Linked DNA regions of Sus scrofa: region 2 is linked to region 1. The links are chromatin contacts, called in public promoter capture Hi-C maps. All regions are on one chromosome and are shown on one strand. The core of a region is the stretch at or near the end of the contact, and the rest is flanking DNA. Distances in the headings are between cores, read along the strand shown.

Evidence for each region. Promoter capture Hi-C pulls out the DNA fragments that hold promoters and counts their contacts.
Region 2: a promoter capture Hi-C map of skeletal muscle shows a contact between it and region 1, with 7 times the contacts expected there. The contact joins the enhancer-like site here to the promoter of LAT2 in region 1. A contact is called at or near these places in 4 of 5 promoter capture datasets (fetal liver, fetal skeletal muscle, liver and 1 more), 22 of 47 Hi-C or Micro-C datasets (alveolar macrophages, blood, brain and 13 more) and 2 of 2 datasets of contacts at active chromatin or transcription factors (alveolar macrophages and skeletal muscle).

What each region holds. Positions count from the first base shown.
Region 1 is chr3:11,352,123-11,358,732 of Sscrofa11.1, forward strand. It overlaps LAT2 (linker for activation of T-cells family member 2), which reads left to right and starts at 1,751. Exons shown (of 13, transcript NM_001243411.1): 1 at 1,751-2,028; 2 at 5,835-5,957; 3 at 6,376-6,415. The coding sequence starts at 5,864.
Region 2 is chr3:11,486,755-11,494,276 of Sscrofa11.1, forward strand. CLIP2 (CAP-Gly domain-containing linker protein 2) reads left to right here. Exons shown (of 16, transcript XM_021086342.1): 10 at 1,368-1,425; 11 at 6,243-6,326; 12 at 7,249-7,405. Among named protein-coding and RNA genes, the nearest start is that of GTF2IRD1, 48 kb to the right of the region's middle. Within about 2 kb of position 4,662, at least 2 of the 83 cell types and tissues checked have an H3K27ac peak or open chromatin away from gene starts, as enhancers often do.

The DNA of each region.
Region 1 (6,610 bases), core at 501-3,000:
GCAGGAAACCCCAGGCAGGCGCGTAGCTGAGAAGCGGCTGGAGACCCACTCTGGCTCGTCCTCGTGGGTGAGGAGGGTCCAGGCAGGTGGTCCCAGCCAGGACCTGAACTCATGGGTGGTGAAGAGACAACAGGCTTTGGACTCTGTGTTCACAACCAGCTTACCTCTAGGATTCTTAGTCTATGCCCTTGCCAAGGTGTCCCTGGAAAGTGTTGCCGTGGGCCTTACACGTTGCACTGCCCCATGTGGAACGAGGGAGGCAGCGTGCGTCACAGGTGCAGCTCTGCAATTCAGATAAGGTTGGCTTTAGTCCTTGTGTCACAGTTTGCCGTGGAGACAACTTCTGGCACTCTGCCCAGGGATCTCGGGTCCCTGCGCTACCCTTCTCTCCCACAGGGTGGCAGCAGAGGGCGCCCAGCCCCTGTGTTTCTGTTTCGGTTCTGGCAGGGCCTCCTGGGGGCACTTCCACTGCGGCTGGACTGCCTGGCCTGGTCTGGGACGTCCGGGCCACCCCAGGCTGGGGCTGAAAGCCCCGCCCCAGCCAAGACGGGCCCCAGAGCTCGGGAGCCCAGGCTCTGAGATGCCAGGCAGGTGGGGGTTGGGAGACCCTCATGGGGTGGCGTGCCACTAAGAGTTCAGTGGCCTTGGACAAGGTGTTTAGTGACACATAACAGGAGGCCCTGGAGAATGTGTGCTGCGTGTGGGGCACCCACCTCTCAGCACCGTTCTCACCTCTGAAGGAAGTGCCCAGGGGCTGGGCAGCAGGTGGAGAGCCTGGGGGCTGGGTCCTAACTGCCCTGCTTTCCCCCCACCCCGGCCCGGGCCTGCCGCCTGCCTGGGGCCAGCTCCACGCCTCCACGAGCCTCATCTGGAAAATGGGGGTGAGAAGGCTCCTGGGACTGAAGGAGGAGCCGGGATTGTCCTTCCTTCTATCCTCCAGCGTTGTCTCTTCACCTCAGTGGCCTCTCCATCCATCTCTCTTTGTCTCTGGCTGTTTTTTCTCTAGAGGGCCGCACCCACGGCATGTGGAAGTTCCCAGGCCAGGGGCCAGCTGGAGCTGCAGCTGCCGGCCTGCACCACAGCCACAGCAACGCCGGATCTGAGCCACATCTGCAGCCTACACCACAGCTTGTGGTAACGCTGGAACATTAACCCCCTGAGAGGGGCCAGGGTTTGAACCTGCATCCTCTTGGATACTAGTTGGGTTCTTAACCCCTTGAGCCACAATGGGAACTCCTCTGGCTCTTTGTTATTATTATTATTGTTTTTGTTTTTTGTTTTTTACCTTTTCTAGGGCCTCACCGGTGGCATATGGAGGTTTCCAGACTAGAGGTCCAACTGGAGCTGGAGCCGCCAGCCGACACCACAGCCACAGCAACGCGGGATCCTTAACCCACTGAGCGAGGCCAGGGATTGAACCCGCAACCCCGCGGTTCCTAGTCAGATTCGTTAACCACTGAGCCACGACGGGAACTCCTGGCTCTTTGTCATGTCTGGCCTGGCTTGCATCTCTCTGCGCCCATCCACCCATGTCCCATGGGTATGGGTGTGGACGTGTATTTCTGTGTTTCTGTGTTTTCAGCGTGTCTCTCTCCGTGTCTTCCCACTCTTTGTCCCTGCCTGTGCGTGATATGCAAGCAGCCCTATTTCATGCTCTTTCTCCCTGTCCCCCTCTGTCTCTTCCCCTCTGTGAGGCCTGTGTGTGTTGTGGTTGTGTGTGTGTATTTAGTGTGTGTTGTGTGTGTGTCCGTGCACGTCTCTCTCTCTGCCTGACTGCCTCCGTCTTGTTCTCTGTCTCTCTCTGTCTCCGCCTCCGTCTTGGTCTCTGTCTCTGTCTCTCTCTGTCTCTGCCTCTGTGAGAGCCGAGCCTGTCCGGCAGAGCAGCGGATGTGTGAGGGATGATTCAGTGGCTGACAGGAAGCCCGCCGCCTTGCCTGCTGCCCGCCAGTGTCTGTGGCGTTGGCATCGGCTCGGGCAGGTGTGTGGGCTCAGGATGAGGTGGCCGCAGTGAGGAGCGCCTGCTCTCAGGTAAGCCTTTCCCAGGGGTGCCTGGAGCCTGGCCCCAAGGCAGGGGTCCTGAGCTGTCCCCAGACACCCCACAGGGGATGGGAGTGGCCTCGCTGGCCGAGCAGGAGCACTTGGCTGCCGGCTGGGGGTGGGGGTGGGGGCTGGGAAGAAGCCAGGCCGCCCGGCACCCCCTGCCTTGGCCCCGGCACTGTCCTGGCACCCCTGGCTAGGGGGCCCTCACCCCAGACCCTGCAGCACTAGAGGTGCAGCTATTTCTGGGGCTCCGGCTACTCTCCTGCCCCCATTTTCCCCAGCCCAGCCCGCACAGCCCTGGGGAGCCCCAGGGCAGCCGCTCCCCGGGGCAGGCCTGTGAGCCTGAGTTTCTTCATCTGTATAATGGGACTGGAGCTGCCCTGCCACAGGGCTATGGGAGGTCGGGTGAGACGCTACAGACGGGCAGGCCCAGGTCCTGCCCTGGGCCAGGGAGAAGCGGCTGTCCCGGCCGTCCCGAGCCCCAGCCAGCTCGCTCCTGTGCGGCTGGAGGAACTACAGGCCCTGGGCTGCTCGTGGTGGCCGCTCTGTTCACCATCCCCCACCCCTGCCCCAGAACAAGGGCTGCCGTCCGGGCCCCTGCACCTGCCGCTGGAGCGTAAAGAGCCTCCATTGGAGTCCTCCTGGCCTCATCGGAAGGCCAAGGTCATTTGGGAAAATGGAGCAGAGCCCCGCGGATAAAGCCTTCTCAGGGCTTGGGCCGGACCTCTGGCTCCCCGCTTAGCCCCCAGAGCCTGCCCTTCGGCCCTAGGGGTCCCAGGTTCCCCTTCTCCAGCATGAGGAGGGCTGGGAGGCCGGGCAGGAGGGCCACCAAGGCGCCTTGGGGACGGGAGGTGGGTGCTGAGGCTCGCTCAGCCCAGCCCCGAGAGCTTTTCCGCCATCGGCTTGTTGCAAACCTTGTTCATATGAAAACTGCCCACTTCCCTTTCTGCTATTTTGGCCCCGCAGGCCACGGGCTGAGGGCCTCCCCTCCCCACCCCACCCAGCCCTGCCGGCCCCTAGGGGCCCTCCTGCGGCTGCGAGGCCTGGCTCTGCTGGGGCCCAGCCCCTCCGCCTCCCTGTCCCCCGCCCACCTGCTCTCAGACCTGGATGGGAAAGGAGGAAAGCGAACAGATTGATTCCGTCTGGGGGGCAGCCACAGAGGTTTTCCTCAAACGAGTGTCTTTTAAAAAATATTGTGTACATCTTTAAAACGTCCTGTAAGGAAGGATTCACGTAGCAGAGTGTAGGCCCGGGCGTCAGCCCACCCTGGGAGCGGATGCCGGCTCTGACCGCTCAGCTGTGTGACCTCAGAAGGAGTACTCACCTCTCTGGGCTTCCCTCTCCTCCCTCGGAAGGCAGGAGCTGGCGTCTCCGAGGTGATGCTCTGCCTGTCTTGGACAACTGGGGGGCTGGGCAAAGGCCACACTCTCTTCAGATCCCAGCCCCTCCCAGGGTCCCCGCACAACGCCCCCCGCCCCCGTGTTGGACAGTTGTTGAGGGGGCTTAGACCTGCAGATCTTGGGGACCAGGCAAGGCAGGTTTCAGGTAGGGTTGCCTCATACTGTTCACTGCAGGCCGTCCAGCCAGCTCTGGCCCCAACAGGCTGCGGCTGCCGCTTTCCATCCTTTGGGGACCGTGGTGCTGGCAAGTCATGGTGGTCCCAGCCAACTGTGCCCCACTAGCCTGCTCTAGCACCTGGCAGGCGTCAGTTCAGTGCTGGGCCTCACACGACCAACCTGAGGGTTGAAAGTCATTTCCCCGGTTTAACAGAGGGGCAACCGGAAGCCGGGGATGCTGGGCCAGAATTGGAAACCTTATGCCCCGCTCCCTTCCCTCACGCACGGCCAGGGGTAGAAATGGGCTTGGGCTGGGGGCACCCCGAAGTGTGCGTCTTGTCCCAGGCAAGGCGGCTTTCTGACGGGCGGGGTCCTCTGGGAGGGAGGGTGGCAGAGGTCAGCAGCCCAAGTCCTGGGGCCTCAACCCCCAGGACAAGGGTGTGGACTTGCTCTGGGGTCTTAAGCGAAATCCGGGAGTGGCCAGGGCTGGACCCTCCCCCTGGCTCTTGCAGGGAGCATCTGTGCGACAGCCTCTCCCCGTGTGTCTCTGCCTGAATCTCCTCGGGGGCAGAAAGTCTCTGTCTTGACCAAAGGATGGAAATGCCAAAGGTGGGAGCTCGAGGGACCCGTCCAAGCAGCTGGAAATAAGACACTGGGCAACGTCTCTTCTGAGCCAGGCCAGACATGCTCGTCCTCCCAACAATGGTTTGAGGAAACACAGGCTTGATCCCCATTTTATAGAGGAGGAAACTGAGGCCAAGAGACTCTGAGGCAGGGGCAGGGGTCCCCACTCCAAGGCCAGGTGCTCGCAACCTCACGCTCTGGCGGGGGCGGGGAGCAGACCCCCCAAGTCGAGGGAGGGAGGAGGGTGTGTGGGCTCAGAGGGCGGTGATCAGGCTCCGAGAGGAGGGGGGCCGAGATCCACTCGGCCACCATCCTGGGCTGACCAGGTCATCTTTCTCTCCTGTGGGGGCCGCCAGGTCACGAGGTTTGGAAATTCTCGTGTTCCAGCTGACTCATTCGGTGTTTGGGGGAAGGAGAGGTGGCTTCTCCATGTCGCAATCATGCGTAGAGAATCCTCCTTGTCATCCCGGCCACAGGGATCCAGGAGGCCGAGTGGTGAGGGCCCAGGGGGCGCAGTGCGGGCCTCGGGGGAGCCCGGAGCAGGAGGTGGGCAGTGCAAAGCTCGGCTCTCCCCAGGCCTCGCCTTCCCCAGCTGTGAAGTGGGGAGAGGCCCTCCGGCCACGTGGCCGAGACGGGAGGAGCAGGTGTGCGGAGCGGACCCTCGGCGGCGTGGCTCCATGTGCCCACCACCGGGCACGGCCCCCTCCAGACCCCCACTGCCCTCGGCTCTGTCCCTGGCCACTGCCAGGGGGCTGAGCCTCTAGAGTTGCAACAATTCTCCTTGGAAGGCCCCTCCAGAGGGCCGTACTCGCAGGCCCCTGGCCCTCCTGTGTGGTTGTCTGTGGCTTCGCTGAGGCCTGACAGTCACAGCATGGCCCCAAGACCAGCCACTGACCAAGAAGTGGCCTCTTAGCCCACCTCCCACCACCAGACAGCAAGGCCCCTCTGCCCCTTCCCCTCAGGCCCGCCGCCTCCTCCTCCTCCGAGAAGCCTTCCTGACCTCCCCCCTCCTCCCAGCTCCCGGGAGGAGGAGTCTGGGCAGATGGGTGTTTTAGGAATGGAGATCCCAGCCCCAGCTTCCGCGGGAGGCCGTGGATGGGAGCGGAGAAGAAGCCTAGGGTGGGTGGGGGTAGGGGGGTTCCTGGGCAGGAGTCACAAACTCCGAGCTTGTGGAGTTTGCAGGAAGCAATAGGATGCAGTGGGTGGAGCCAGTGTTGGATCCGGAGGCTGGAGTTCAAATCCCGTCCTTCCCCTTAGCAGCTGAGGGATCTTGGCTTCCGCTTCTGTTTGTGAAATGGAGCAGGGCTCTCCCTCAAACGGCATTTGTGTGCACCAAGCAAAGGCGTGTGTGGGAGTGTGCACACACGTGTGGTGCAGTCTGACGGGTCTCCAGAACCTTCCAGCACTTACCAAGTGTTGATGATGGCCCTGGGGGTACTGGGTGCCGGTCTGGGGTCAGATGGGGGAACAGGGCTGGCTCTGTTCCTGCCTGGTTCTGGAACAAGGAGGGAGGGTGACACTGCGCTCAGCCGCGGGGTTGTCAGAGGACAGTGGGGGTCAGAAACCTGGGGTCCCCCCCACAACAACCCCAGCTCAAGCACCCTCATGTTGCAGCCCTGCAGGTAGAGTGGCCAGGAGTGGACATGGGCCCAGAGACAGAGCTGCTGTGGCCGGGGGCGGCCCTGCTGCTGCTGGTGGGGGCCGCGGCCGGCCTGTGTGTCCGCTGTTCCCGCCCAGGTAAAAAAGGCAGGGGTCGGTGGGCAGGAGGGAGGGGAGGGGTACCCAGACCTGGCTGCCATCAGAAGGGGCAGCCGGATAAGGCTCAAGAGGCAGAAGGGAAACCCAGGGGCCCAACCCCTAAATTGCCTGAAGGCAGTGGGTCTGGCTCACTCTGGGCTTTGGTTCTGTTGGGTCAAGGGCCTGTGTCTCGGGCAGACAAATGGAATAAGGGAAGGGAGGCTGGGGGGCACAACACAGCGCCAGCCTTCATGCTCTGCTCTCCTACATAAGTGGTCAGGTGGCCCCGGTGATGGGCGGTTCAGCCCCCGCATCCGGACTGAGGCCACAGGGCACGGGGCAGACAAGAAGAGGGGGGCTCGGACCTCACTTTCCACCTGACGCGGGGATGCTTGCTAATCTGGTCCTGTTCTTGCAGGTGCAAAGAGGTCTGAGAAAATCTATGAGCAGAGGAGCCTGTGAGTGTCTCAGTGTCCCCAGCCCAGTGACTCTGCACCCCCCGGGTGAGGGTGTCCCCGCCCCCCACCCTCATCCCTTCACTCACCCCTCCTCCATGCCAGGTAGTTAGGGGAGGACAAGGGGTGATCAGGGGTGCCCCGCCCCTGCCCAAGCCTGGTCCGGGAGGGCTTTGGGCAGAGGGCATGTCACACCCC
Region 2 (7,522 bases), core at 3,412-5,911, 140 kb after region 1:
GACCCACTGCCTCTCAGATTCAAAAGTTTAAGTCCAGGGACAACTCAGTTTTTGGTTTCAAGTAGTAAGTATGGGAATTTTTATTTTTATTTTTTTTATTTATTTTATTTTTATTTTTTGGGTTTTTTTTTTTTTTTTTGTCTTTTATGGCCACACCCATGGAGCTGCATATGGAGGTTCCCAGGCGAGGGGTCCATTTGGAGCTGTAGCCTCCAGCCTACACCACAGCCACAGCAATGCGGGATCTGAGCCACGTCTGCAACCTGCACCACACCTTGTGGCAACACTGGATCCTTAACCCACTGAGCGAGGCCAGGGATTGAACCCATGTCCTCATGGATCCTAGTCGGGTTTGTTACCACTGAGCCATGATGCAAACTCCTATTTTTATTTGTTATTATTCCTCTGGCAGACTGCAGACTCAGAGCACAGCCAGCTTGGGCAGGAGGCTGGAAATGTCTGCCAGGAAGCAGCGAGGAGCCTGTTGGTGTTTGCCATGCAGATTTTTTTTTTTTTTTTTCTTAGTTGATCTGTTCTTTGGCTTTTTTTTTTTTTTTTTGGCTGTGCCCGAGCCATGTGGAAGTTCCAGAGCCACAGTAGTGACAACATTGAGTCCTTAACCACTAGGCCACCAGGAAATTCCCTGGATTTATTTGTTTATTTATTTATTTATTCAGTCTTTTTAGGGCCGCACCCGAGGCATGTGGACGTTTCCAGGCTTGGGGTCACATCGGAGCTGTAGCTGCCAGTCTACACCACAGATCTGAGCCGTGTCTTTGACCTTTACCACAGCTCCCGGCAACACTGGATTGTTTAACTCACTGAGTGAGGCCAGGGATCAAACCCTCATCCTCATGGATACTAGTCGAGTTTGTTACAGTTGAGCCACAACAGGGACTCCCTGGATTTATTTTTTACAAAGAAGCATTAGAAGGAAATAGCATTTCTTCCGGTCCCTCAGAGGCGGCCCTGGGCGTGCGCTGCACACGGTGCCCGTGACAGGCGGTGCTTGTTTTATGGACGGGAGACCGAGGCTGAGCGTCTGGCCTCTGGGTGATGATGGCAACAGATTCCTGGGACCCGTCTCTGTAGGTGTCCCGGGAAAGGAGATGGCTGTTCGATACGATAGACGTTTGCAAAAAGGCAAGGGTCGGAGGTGGTTGCGGGGAAGGTTCGTAAGCAGCCCGGGGCAGGTGGGGGCCACCAGGAACGGGGCGGGGGGATCCTCTTGTCAGGAAAGCCACTCCAAGGACATCCGTGCTCCCTGCCGCATTGCAGCCCCGAAAGTCTCCTGAAATCGGGGAGAGGTGGGCTGGTTGGGGCCGAGCCGGGGAGTCGAGGGTCCCCTTACACGGCTCTCCTTTCAGATGATCGAGTCCAACGACATTTCAGGAGAGAAGATAAGGATGAAGGAGGCTGTGGAGGGTGAGTGGCCGCCCAGCCGGGCCGGATGTGGGGCTTTGGGGAAAGGCTGGTTGGCTCTGCCTCCGAGCTGGCTCCCACTAAAGCAATTTGCATTGCTTGCTGTTTGGTGAGAGTGGCCTACTGTGTGCACCAGCCACTCACCCCCGACCTGGGTGAGGAGGGCGGAGCCTCAGTTTTTGGAGTTGGCTGATTTTGTGTTTGTTTGTTTGTTTTGTCTTTTTGCCTTTTTCTAGGGCCATTCCGAGGCACATGGAGGTTCCCAGGCTAGGGGTTTAATCAGAGCTGTAGCCGCCGGCCTACACCACAGTCACAGCAACGCCGGATCCTTAACCCACTGAGCAAGGCCAGGGATCAAACCTGTAACCTCATGGTTCCTAGTCAGATTCGTTAACCACTGTGCCTTGACGGGAACTCCCTGATTTTTTTTTTTTGGCCACATCCGTGGCACACACAAGTTCCCAGGCCAGGGATCGAACCTGTGCTACAGCAGTGACAACGCTGGATCCCCAATGCTCTGCACCACTGGGGAACTCCTGGGTTTTTGGTTTGTTTGGTTTTTTTTTTCTTTTTAGAGCCGCACCCACAGCATGTGGAGGTTCCCAGGCTAGGGGTGTAATCGGAGCTACAGCTGCCGGCTTATACCACAGCCACAGCAATGCAGGATCCGAGGCGCATCTGCAACCTACCCCACAGCTCATGGCAACGCCAGATCCTTAACCCACTGAGTGAGGCCAGGGATCAAACCCAAAACCTCATGGTTCCTAGCTGGATTCATTTCTGCTTCACCACGACGGGAACTCCTGGTTTTGTTATTTTAAAAATAGAGATAAACTGCAGATGGTTCAGGAGTTCCCACTGTGGCTCAGTGGGGATGAATCTGACGAGGAACCATGAGATGTGATCCCTGGCGTCGCTCAGTGGGTTAAGGATCCGGCGTTGCTGTGAGCTGTGATGTAGGTCACAGACGTGGCTTGGATCCTGTGTTGCTGTGGCTGTGGTGTAGGCCAGCGGCTTCAGCTCCAATTCGATCCCTAACCTGGGAACCTCCATATGCCTCAGGTGCAGCCCTAGAAAAGACCAAAAACAAAAACAAAAAAAACCCTTCAGATGGTTCAAAGGTCATTTGGTGAAGCATCCTCTGTTCCCTAGTTACCTCCCCACTGGCACAGTGTCGGCCACCTCCTGTCTCCTTTCCAGAGATGGCTTGTGCACGCACACACACGCACGCACACACACAGAGGTGACACAGGTGCCGCCTCGCCTCCCACACGGTTTGAGCCCCTTGTTTTGTTTTCCATTTAACACCGTGTCTTGAAGACGGCTCCCGGTTCCTGCCTTCTTTAACATGTGCAGAGCATCCGGGCGTGTGGCGCTGCCATCCTGTGTGTAGCTGCCAGATCATAGGTTGATGCGGGTTTTCATCTATTGCAAACACTGCCGGAGGGTAACACCTTGCCCGTCATTGGGCTCAACCAACTTTAACTCCCGCCTGCGATGGTTGAAAGTATGGTTCCCGGAGTTCCCGTCGTGGCACAGTGGTTAGCGAATCAGACTAGGAACCATGAGGTTGTGGGTTCGGTCCCTGCCCTTGCTCAGTGGGTTAACGATCCGGCGTTGCCGTGAGCTGTGGTATAGGTTGCAGACGCGGCTCGGATCCCACGTTGCTGTGGCTCTGGCGTAGGCCAGTGGCTACAGCTTCGATTCAACCCCTAGCCTGGGAACCTCCATATGCCGCGGGAGCGGCCCAAAGAAATAGCAAAAAAAAAAAAAAAAAAAAAAAAGTATGGTTCCCCACAAGCCTCACCCACGAAATATTTTCCCACACCTTGTGATCTTTGCCAGTCTGAACGGTAAAAGATGTTACCTGATGTAACTTCAACCTCCCCTTCTCTTGATACAGATGTAGCGCCGTTTCCATTTCTCCTTGCATCCTTTGCCCATTTTTTCCCTGTTGGGTTATTGATCTTTTTGTGGATTTTTAGAAGAAATTTATACCTGACACTGCAAACGTTTCCCCCCCGGTAATGGTTTGTCTCTTGACTCCTCTCCGGGTGGTGTTTGCCATGCAGATCTTTAAAAATCAATCCTTTCTTTTGGGGTTTACTGTTCTTAAAATGTATCCCGTAGTTTCTTCTAGTAACTTTTAAGTTCCATTTTCTGTGTTTAAATCTCTGGTCCTTTTAGAATACTCCCTTCTCTGAGGTGTGAGGTGGTCTAGTGGTTAGGATTCAGTGCTTTCACCACTGCAGCCTGGGTTCAGTCCCTTATTGGGAACTGAGATCCCACATCAAGCTGCTGCACACTGCAGCCAAAAATAAAGAGGTTTTTTAAAAAGGGTGTAAGGTGGGAGTTCCCATTGTGGCACAGCGGAAATGAACCCAACTAGTATCCATGAGGAGGGGGGTTCAATCCCTGGCCTTGCTCATGGGGTTAAGGACCTGGCATTGCCGTGAACTGTGGTGTAGGTTGCAGACACGGCTCAGATCTGGAGTGGCTGTGGCTGTGGCTGTGGCTGGCAGCTGCAGCGCTGATTTGACTTCTAGCCTGGGAACTTCCACATGCTGCTGGTGTGGCCCTAAAAAGCAAAAAAAAACAAAAAACAAAAAACAAGGTGTGAGGCAAAGATGCATTTTTATTCTTTTCCCAAGAATACCCACTTCTCCCCACACTATTTTTGAAAAAACCCATCTCCTTGTCTCCACTGATGTGCATTAACCAGACTCACCATCTTTAAATTCCATCAGGAGATTGACTCTATTTCTAGACTTCCAGTTCCTTCCCAGTGACCTATCTATCTGTTCGTGTGCCAATTCTATAATGTTTTGAAGCTTTGTTTCTATTTTAATTTTTGGCAGGGCCAGTCTTTCCTGCTCTGCTTTTTCAAAATTCTTTTGGCCATTCTTTTTTTTTTTTTAAATCAAGCCAATATTAATATAAAATAAAATTAATCATTTTAAAGTAAATAACTCAGCAGCAGTAGTACATTCACACGGCTGCGCAACCGCCACCTCCATCTAATTCCAAAACCTTCTCATCACTCCCAGAGGGAGCCCCGTATGCCTTATCAGTCACTCTCCATTTTCCCCTCACTGCAGTTGCTGACAACTGCTCGTCTGCTTTCTGTCTCTGTGGATTTGCCCATTCTAAACATTTCATGTAAATAGAATCATACAATATGTGGCCTTTTTCATCTCTGGCTTATTTCACTTAGCATGACGTGTTCAAGGTTATCTGTGTTGTACCACGTGTCAGCGCTTCCTTCCTGCTTGTGGCTGAGTAATACACCATCATACGTGCACACCTCTTTCCATTTATCTGAGCCTTCAGTGGACGTTGGGCTTGTTTCCACCTTTTGGCTGTTGAGAATAGTGCTGCTATAAACATGCGTGTTCAGGAGTTCCCGTCATGGCTCAGTGGTTAACGAACCCGACTAGCGTCCATGAGGACGCCGGTTTGATCCCTGGCCTCGCTCAGTGGGTTAAGGATCTGGCGTTGCCCTGAGCTGGGGCATAGGCCGGCAGCTGCAGCTCCAGTTCGACCCTTAGCCTGGGAACCTCCGTATGGGGTGGGGTGCGGGGCTAAAAAGACAAAAAAATGCATGTTCAGGTACTTGATGGAGACCTGGTTTCAGCTCTTTGGGATACACACCTAGGAATAGAATTGTTGAGTCATATAATAATTCCATGTTTAACTCTTTTTTAAATTTCATCTTATGGCTACACCTCTGGCACATGGAAATTCCCAGGCCAGGGGTTGAATCCAAGCCATAGCCGAGACCTATGCTGCAACCACGACAGTGCTGGATCCTTTAACCCTCGGTGCTGGACCAGGGATTGAACCCATGCCTCTGCAGCAACCCAAGCTACTGCAGTCGGATTCTTAATGCACTGTGCCATGGCAGGAACTCCCACGCTTGACTCTTTGAAGTTTTTTGCTAAACTCTCTTGCTTATTTTTCCAAGTGATTTTATTTTATTTTTATTTATTTATTTATTTTTTAGGGCTGCATCCACGGCGTATGGAAGTTCCCAGGCTAGGAGGCGAATTGGAGATGTAGCCACTGGCCTACACCACAGCCACAGCAATGCCAGCTCCAAGCTGTGTCTGCAACCTGCGCTGCAACTCATGGCAATGCCAGATCCTTGACCCACTGAGCAAGGCCAGGGATCGAACCTACTTCCTCATGGATGCTAGTCGGATTCATTTCCTCTGAGCCATGACGGGAACTCCTCCAAGTGATTTTAGAATCAGCTTATCTAGTTCCATAACAATTAAAATCTGGTTGGCATTTTTATTGGCATTATGTTGAATTGATAAATTAACTGGTGGAAAGTCAGTGTCGGTCTAGCACTGCCCGTGCGTCTTTTTTTTTTTTTTTTTTTTTTTGGCCACTCCCATAGCGTGTGGAAGTTCCATCACCACAGCAGCAACCCGAGCCACAGCAGTGACAATGCTGGATCCCTAACCCACTGAGCCGCCCAGGAACGGCTTTGTGCGTCTCTCTCATGACTGTTGGGAGACTCTCCGCTATTGAATGCACTTGGCCAAGTGGCATGGGCAGGGCTGTTTTAATCCCTATTTTTCACTTGAGGGAACGGAGACCCTCAGAGTTAAGTTGTCCCAAATCTCACCATCCTGGCACCTCTCCTTCAGGGCAGGTTATCCAGAGGGGCAGCTGGCGTGAGGAAGAATTTGGACTCTCAAGGCCACATGTGACCCCCTTTTAGGGTTTTTATGGGAGGGCCACCCGCTTGCCCCCTGGACCGCAGGGCTGGCTCTGGACAGTTGATGGCCGCTCATCTCTCCCTCTTCCCCCAGGCCTGCAGGACAAGCTGAACAAGAGGGACAAAGAGGTGACAGCCTTAACATCCCAGACCGAGATGCTCAGGGCCCAAGTAAGTGGTAAGTCTCCCCACCGCAGGGCAGATGCAGGGCTTTCGCTGCCCGGCCAGCACCGAGCGGGTGGCACCAGATCAGGATGCCCTCCCTGACTCTGCCTGGAGGAGAAGGTGGCCTGGCCCCGATCGTGAGCGCTGGGCGTCTGCTTGGGCAGAGGTGGGGCTGAGGGGAAGCGTGGCCCACGCTCGGTCCGTTATAACCAGGGGCCCTCGCCAGCCTCTCTCCCCAGCAGTGGGTCTGTGTTCTGAAATCCGTCACGAGTCCCCTCGGGGCTTGAAGACCTTAGGGTTCAGCCTCCCGTCCCTGCGGTTCCGGGTTTGGGCACCAGCCCCTAAAGAAACGCCTGGCTTTCAGAATTGGGGGGAGGGACCCTGGCTGCAGCCAAGGGCCAGGCACGTGGAACGAGGCCAGAATGGAGCCTGGGGAAGAGGCAGGGCGTCTGGAATCTATGACTCGGTGACAAGCTGGCCCTGCTTCGGGTCCGCCAGGACGCCAGTGGTGGTGTCCGTGAGACGGACCACATCCCGAGAAATGGTTCCCACCCTGGCTCCCATCCGCTTCTCATCACGTTCACGTGGCGTAGTCGGTCCCTCAAAGGTCAGTTGACCTCAGATTCCTCCGGGGACAAGGCGAAGATTCAGCTTCTCCGTGTCCGGCAACAGTGTCAACGCCCAGGCCCCGTCTCGGGAAGGGTGGTCTGCTTTCCTGGCACCGGAGGCCCCGTTGCTCTGGGGGGACTGCTTCTCATAGTGGCCCCTCTTGGCCCCTTGCTGCCTGCCCCCCCCCCAGGACCAGAGAGGCCCACTCAGTGGAGTGTCCCTGGGACCCCCGGGGACACCTGCTCCCTGCCTGGGACTTGGCCATGGGACAGGTTCCCATGGCCATCCCAACCCTCTTCCCCACCCGCCCTGCCTGGCGCCCTCAGCACTGGAGGGCAAGTGCAGGTCCGGGGAGAAGAAGGTGGACGCCCTCCAGAAGGAGAAGCGGCGCTTGGAGGCCGAGCTGGAGGCCGTGTCCCGCAAGACCCACGACGCCTCGGGCCAGCTGGTCCTCATCAGCCAGGAGCTGCTCAGGAAGGAGCGGTGAGTCAGCCGAGGGCCGAGTGGTCGGACCCGCCCTCCCCCTGAGATTAGCCAGTCCTCTCCAGAGGGGGCAGCGCTAGACCCAGTGGACAGATGGCTGGCATCACCAGTGTTTAC